Linked DNA regions of Macaca mulatta: region 1 is linked to region 2. The links are chromatin contacts, called in public Hi-C maps. All regions are on one chromosome and are shown on one strand. The core of a region is the stretch at or near the end of the contact, and the rest is flanking DNA. Distances in the headings are between cores, read along the strand shown.

Region 1 (3,205 bases), core at 365-2,864, 100 kb after region 2:
TCTGGGCCTGGCACCGCTGTCCTGCCATGCCCCACTCTAGCACTCGTTTCTCCTCTGTGACCCCAGCCAGGCGGCTTCTCCCGACTCCCTCCAGCCCCTTCCTGGGTCTCTGCACTGCTTGTTGGGGGCTTGGGCTCCCCTTAGGGGTCAAAGCGTAGCAACAGCCAGGCGGCAACGCACACAGCACAGTAAATCCTCAATGCCTGCAGTCTCTTCCCCTGGGCACGGGGTGGGGAGTCCAGACCCCTCCACCTCCTGCAGCTGCTCCCCTCAAGCTCGTCAAGCGGCTCCGGACTGAGCCGGCTCTGCCCCTTTCCTGCTGAGCCACCACAGGCCTCAGTTTCCCCATCTATCAAGCAGGCGTGGCTCGACTAAATCACCACTTCCCACGTCAGCCTGGGGAAGGGGAACACGGGTTAAAAATGCAGACCACCGCCGGCCACGGTGGCTCACATCTGTAATCCCAGCGCTTTGGGAAGCTGAGGCAGGAGGATCGCTTGAGCCCAGGGGTTCAAGACCAGCCTGGGCAACACAGGGAGACCGTGTTCCTAAAAATAATATTAAAAATACAGACTGCTGAGCCCATTCCACACCGACTGACTCCGAAACCCTGGAAAAGGGGCCTGGAAATAGCACGTCCGACCAGCACAGCTCCCACCTCCCCCAAGGTGACATCAGGGCCGCGTGGGGAACCTTGCCCTGAACGAGCAGGAAGTAGCACTCGGAACGCCCAGGCCCAGGGTCCTCCCGGGCGAGGGGTGGCTGTAAACACCTCGAGGAGGAGGGGGCTGCCCGGCCAAGCCCCGGTAGGGGAAGAACGCAGGCTCCGGTCACAAAGCCCCGCCGGCGGGCCGCGCTCGGACCCCGGGACGGTGCCTGGAGCCTCCCGGGCCTGGGCCTGCCTCCAAGGCGGCGGCCAGGGCTCCACAAGGCGAACCTGCAGCGAGGCGCCGGCGCCCCAGACCACGCGCTCGGCGGGGGTCCCCTGGCGTTATTCTCGGGGTCCGAGCCCCGCCATCCCCTCCTCCAGGCCCCGCCAGGCCTGGCCCCTGCCCTGCGCCGCGCCACCGAGCAATACCCTCTCTCTGCTCGCCAGGCCTCAGTTTCTCCGTTTGCAAAACCAGGCTCACCGGACTCGGAGGTCCCACCTGGGATCCTCGCGGCCTCTCGGGTCGGGAACGCCGCGGATGTGGGGTCACCCAGCCGCGATCCCGCTGCGCCGCTCCGGCCAGGCCCCGCCTCCCGCCCAGGCCTCAGTTTCCCGCATGTGCAGGACGGGGTTCGCGCCCGCACCGCCCGGGTTCCCCGCGGATCCAGCCTGGGCCGGCGCTGCCCCGAGCCTCAGTTTCCCTATCTTGGCCAGCTCGCGCAAGCGACCCCCACCCCGGCCCCGGCCTCGGCCTTGCCTCAGGCCTGTGGCACAGACCCTGTCGCCCGTCGCCCTGGCCCGGGCCTCACCGGCAGGCGCGGGACGATCTCCACGGAGCAGCAGTGGCAGAAGTACCGTCCGGGCTGCGGCGACGCCTCGGCCATGGCCGCCGCCGCCTACTCCGCGCCGCCCGCCCCCCGCGCGGCGCCCGCCGCCGGCCGTTTGCTGCTCCCTCGCCGGCCGACGCGCCCGCGCACGCTCACGCACGGCACGCACGGCACGCGGGGCGGAGAGCGGACGCGGGAGCGGCGTAGGCTGCGCACTCGGCCGGCCGCGGACAGGGCGACGGTGGCCGCTGAGAGACAAAATAGGCCCGGCCGTTGGGCGGGGCTCCGGGCGGGGGCGGGGTTCCAGCGGGGGTGGGGCTTCCGACGGGGGCGGGGCCAAGTCCAGGCGGCGGAAGAGACGAGGAGCGGGGCCTGCGCGAGATGGAGCCGAGGCCCTCCTAGTCTCCCGAAGCTGCCAGGGTCCTCGTGTCCCTCAGTGCTTCCCTACCTCATCGCCTTCTCCCTTCATGGTGCTTCAGCCCACTGTCCCCACTGTTCCTGGGGCTCGCCAGGCGCCCTCTCCCCGCCCCCTCCCGGTGCAGCGCTCCCCCAACCCCCACGTGGCTTTCTTCCAGGTCTTTGCTCAAATGTCAGCTTACAAGGGCTCCTCTGCTGCCCTCCTGCCCCGTGGCACCGTCAGGTCAGCTGCGCAGCGAAGGGATTGTTGGACCCACAGCAGCGACTGACACACAGCAGGCATTCCCTCAGCGCTGCGGAATACAGGCAGACAGGGGCTCAGGGCGCTGCCTGGGCCTGGCTGGGACCCGTGGGGTCAGATAGAGGCTGAGGTCCGTGGCTTGTGGCCCTGTTTCCAAGATGCTCCGGAGGCTGACGGCCCAGGGGCCTCCCGGGTGCGGAGAGGGCAGGAAACCTAACCCCCACTTCCAAATTTAATCAGTAGACACGGTATCAACACCCAGCGCAGGCCAGGATCATGTCTGAGGTTCGTTCTGGCCCAATCATGCATGTATTTGTTTTTTTTTTTTTTTTTATACAGAGTCTGACTCTGTCACCCAGGCTGCAGTGCAATGGCACAGCCTCGGCTCACTGCAACCTCCACCTCCTGGGTTCAAGCGATTCTCCCGCCTCAGCCTCCCGAGTAGCTGGGACTAAAGGTGTGTGCCATCACACTGGCTAATTTTTGTATTTTTAGTAGAAACGGGGTTTCACTATATTTAGCCAGGCTGGTCTCGAACTCCTGAGTCATGATCCGCCCACCTCGGCCTCCCAAAGTGCTGGGATTACAGGCGTGAGCCACCGCACCCGGCCTCATGCATGTATTTCTTTATTCACTCAACGCTCATTGAGCACCTACTGCATACCAGACCCTATGCTGAAGGCACGCAGAGACCCCCGGCCCCATGAGATTGGACCAGAGTATGGGACTCAGGGGTGACCCCAGCTCTGCCTCGGGAGAGAGAAAGGGCTTCCGAGGGGAAAGGACATTGGAACCAGGGTTTTGAGGGATGAACAGGATTTGACTGGAGTTGGACTTCCTGCAAAGTGAGGCATTGGAGCCAGACTGTTGAGGAATTAAGAGTTGGAGCCTGTGCATTGAAGGGTTTTTTGTTTGTTTGTTTGTTTTGTTGTTGTTTGGTTTTTAGAGATGGAGTCTGGCTCTGTCGCCCAGGCTGGAGTGCAATGGCACGATCTCGGCTCACTGCAACCTCCGCCTCCCGGGTTCAAGTGATTCTCCTGCCTAAGCTTCCCCAGTAGCTGGGATTACAGG
Region 2 (3,445 bases), core at 38-2,537:
TTGCCTTGTCTCACCCCCACCTCGGTCCCCCAATGTTGCCTTGTGTCACCCCCACCTCGGTCGCCCCAATGTTGCCTTGTCTCACCCCCACCTCGGTCGCCCCAATGTTGCCTTGTCTCACCCCCACCTCGGTCGCCACAATGTTGCCTTGTCTCACCTTGGCCGCCCCGGAACTTCCCGGGTCCTTCCCACCCGCGTTGCTGAGAGTCCGGGTTCACTCATCACCTCGGGCGGGACCCGATCCTCCGCTCCTGAGGGCCCCCAGTGAAGCAGTGGGACGCGTCTCCCCAAAAAGGTGACCGCCTGCCTGTCCCGAAAGAGAATGGGATCCAAATGGGAAGTTTGGGGGCGGCGAGCCGGCCCCGCAGAGAGAAACTGCACTTCGGAAACGTCTCGGAGACCCCTTTACTTGTGCGGGGTGCAGCCGCCGGAGCACACGCGACAAAGGCAGGGCTTCTGGCCTCTGTCCTGCCCCTGTCGGGGCTTCTGGCCTCTGCCGCCATCTAAGCGGACCCCGGTTGGCTGAGACTCAGAACTTTTTAAAAACAGGGTAAACGCGCCCCCTGCGAGAGAACAAGGGGGCCGGGGAAGAAGAGGGTAGGGCTGATTTACAACTTTTGACCTGGAAGTTGAGTTTCTTAACTCAGTTTTCCCAACCAAATGGCGAACAGGACGTTTATACTGAGACATCATTCATTTTCTGAGATCCAGATTCCAGTGCCTTTGAAGTATTTTTACTTGGGGCGGAGGAGGTCGCTTCCTCCCGCCTAATTTATTAATCTGTTCACATAGATATGTACATTTTTAAAGGCAGAGAGGTGGGTCTCGCCATGTTGCCGCGGCTGGTCTCGAGCTCCCAGGCTTAAGCGATCCTCCCGCCTGGGCCGCCCAAGGCTCTGGGATTACAGACGTGAGCCACAGCGGCCGGCCCGTGTTTCACTCTGATCAAATCTGGGTAATACCCTCGGAATGTTTCAACCCCGTCGGCCGCACCGCTCCGCGCTCATTCCAGCTTTGAAAGCCGGAGGAAGAAATGCGCAGGCTCCAGCCGCGTCCCCGCGGGCCGCGCTCCCGTTTCCTAGCAACGCCCTGTCACGTGCGCCGCCGCCCGGCTTCCGTAGCGGGAGCCTGCCGGAGCCGGCGCGTGCGTGCGTGCGTGTGTGCGCATGCGCAGGCGGGGGCGACCGGCGTGCCCCGCGCGCGCCCCGCCCCCGCGATGACGCCGTGCGTGCGCGCGCCCGGTCCGCGCCCCCGCCGGTTTTTATAGCGGCCGCGGGCGGCTCCGGCGGCGGTTGGCGGCTGCGGGGCCGGCGAGGAGGAGACATCATGGCGGCTACGCTGTTCGTGCTGCTGGGTTTGGCGCTGCTGGGCGCCCACGGAGCCTACGGGGCTGGTGAGGAGCGGGCCGGGGGCGGGGGTGCGGTCCTGCAGGGGCCGGGAATGGAGGCCGCGGCCCAGGCTGCGGTCCGGACCGGAAGCCAACGGGAGCGTGGGGCCTCGGCGAGGGGCCGCCTGGGGTGCGAAAGGCCGGCCCCGGGGGTTTCCCGCGCCAGCCTGGAGCTTGGGGGTGAATTCCCAGGGTTTGAGGGGGGCTGGGGGTCCCTCCCGGCGCTGCCTGCCAGGCTCCCCCGGGCGTCGCACCCTCTGTGTGGGCGTGAAGCCCCTGCTTGGGGGCGGGAGCCTGGGGGTCCTGGCCAGGCCGGTCTCGGTCGGGGGAGGTGGGCGTCCTGCTTTTCGGTGGCCTGGGGTTGGGGGTTCCCCGGCAGAGGTGGAGGCTCTCGCCTGATCTCTGGGCGAGGGCGTCTGCGAAGGCGGCTGGAGGTGGCCCGCCCGCCCGTCCCTCCGGCCAGGAGAAGGGAGACCCAGAGCCTGGGTGAGCGTCCCCTTTGGCCTGGAGTCGGGGCAGGGGCTGGGCTGGTGCCTGCCCGACCTGTCCTGCTGGGACTGGACTCCGCAGGTCGGGGGAGAACGGCCTGAGGGTGGAGCCTGGAGACGGGCCCACCCTGCCTGCGCGTGTTAGGGTCACAGACCCTGCCCGGAGTGTCTGGGGTCCCCGCCAGGCCCCGCGCTGCCGGGGCGATCGTCTTGGCGCTCTCTCCTGGAAAAGGGGCTTTTGTCCTCCAGGCGCACACGGAGGCTCCGAGTGGGTCAGCCTTCCGGATCGGGAAGGGATTACCGTTCTTCGGGGGATTTAGCCCTGGCGTCTTGCCTCGGGCGTGCACCTGCCCCCGGGTGTTCTCCCAGACTCTTAAGCCCTCGCAGGCTCCCTCGAGGCGCCCTGCCTGGAAGAGAAGGCAGAATGTCCCTGGAGTGGCGCCAGCCTTCTCTCTGATTCTGCCTTGCTTCAGGGCACAGAATGTGGTGGTCTCTGAACGCCCCTTCTCCTTTACAGGCAAGGAAGCTGAGCCCTGTGGGGAGTCGAGGTTCCAAGGTCACAATGAGGGGCCTTGGCCACCCCATTCAGCGCAGGAAATAGTGAGAAAGTCGTTTTTAGCAGACTCTGACCGGGCATTAGGTTTCCAGTGCTGTCTTAGGAGGGGCCGTGTGGGGGTGGGCAGACGCGGTTTGGAGAGTGCATTTGGGAAATGGATTGAGGTGTGTTTTTCCGGGAGAAAAGCATGACAGCCTTTCTTGCTGGATAGAAAATTTCTTCCTTTATTGAGACCCCCATTTGGTTCTGGATTAAATATTTATAGTGAGGCTTAATCCCAGCACTTTGGGAGGCTGAGGTGGGTGGATCACCTGAGGTCAGGAGTTCAAGACCAGCCTGGCCAACATAGTGAAACCCCATCTCTACTAAAAACACAAAAATTAGCTGGGCGTGGTGGCGCACGCCTGTAATCCCAGCCACTCGGGAAGCTGAGGCAAGAGAATCGCTTGAACCCAGGAGGTGAAGGTTGCAGTGAGCCGATATTGGGCCACTGCACTCCAGCCTGGGTAACAGAGGGAGACTCTTGTCTTTTTTTAAAAAAAAAAAAAAAAAAAAAAAAAGGCTGGGCGCGGTGTCTCACGCCTGTAATCCCAGCACTTTGGGAGGCTGAGTCAGGCGGATCACGAGGTCAGGAGATCAAGACCATCCTGGCTAATACGGTGAAACCCCGCCTCTACTAAAAATTCAAAAACTTAACTGGGTGTGGTGGCAGGTGCCTGTAGTCCCAGCTTCTAGGGAGGCTGAGGCAGGAGAATGGTGTGAACCTGGGAGGCAGAGCTTGCAGCGAGCCGAGATGGCGCCGCTGCCCTCCAGCCTGGGCGACAGAGCGAGACTCCGTCTCAGACAAAAAAAAATTATAGTGACTGATGCGTTGGGAACAAGGTGTAGAGCTGGAGGGTCTGGGCTCCTGAAGGGTCAAGAGCAAGGGCTTGGAGCCTCTCTCCTGGGCATTGAGCCATAGGGGGCCTTGGGCAGAGGCTGAGGAGGGAGCTCCTTCTTCCAGAGGCTTTGCCA

The links. Hi-C and Micro-C count contacts between places; a contact is called where the count stands out from the background.
Region 1: a Hi-C map of liver shows a contact between it and region 2, with 2.1 times the contacts expected there. The contact joins the promoter of RNF126 here to the promoter of BSG in region 2. A contact is called at or near these places in 2 of 14 Hi-C or Micro-C datasets (cortical neurons and liver).

The regions. Positions count from the first base shown.
Region 1 is chr19:1,316,538-1,319,742 of T2T-MMU8v2.0, forward strand. RNF126 (ring finger protein 126) reads right to left here and starts at 1,615. Exons shown (of 9, transcript NM_001261265.1): 1 at 1,459-1,615. The coding sequence starts at 1,533. The region is part of intron 1 of PALM (paralemmin); the gene reads left to right.
Region 2 is chr19:1,212,266-1,215,710 of T2T-MMU8v2.0, forward strand. It overlaps BSG (basigin), which reads left to right and starts at 1,288. Exons shown (of 8, transcript XM_077978863.1): 1 at 1,288-1,393. The coding sequence starts at 1,327.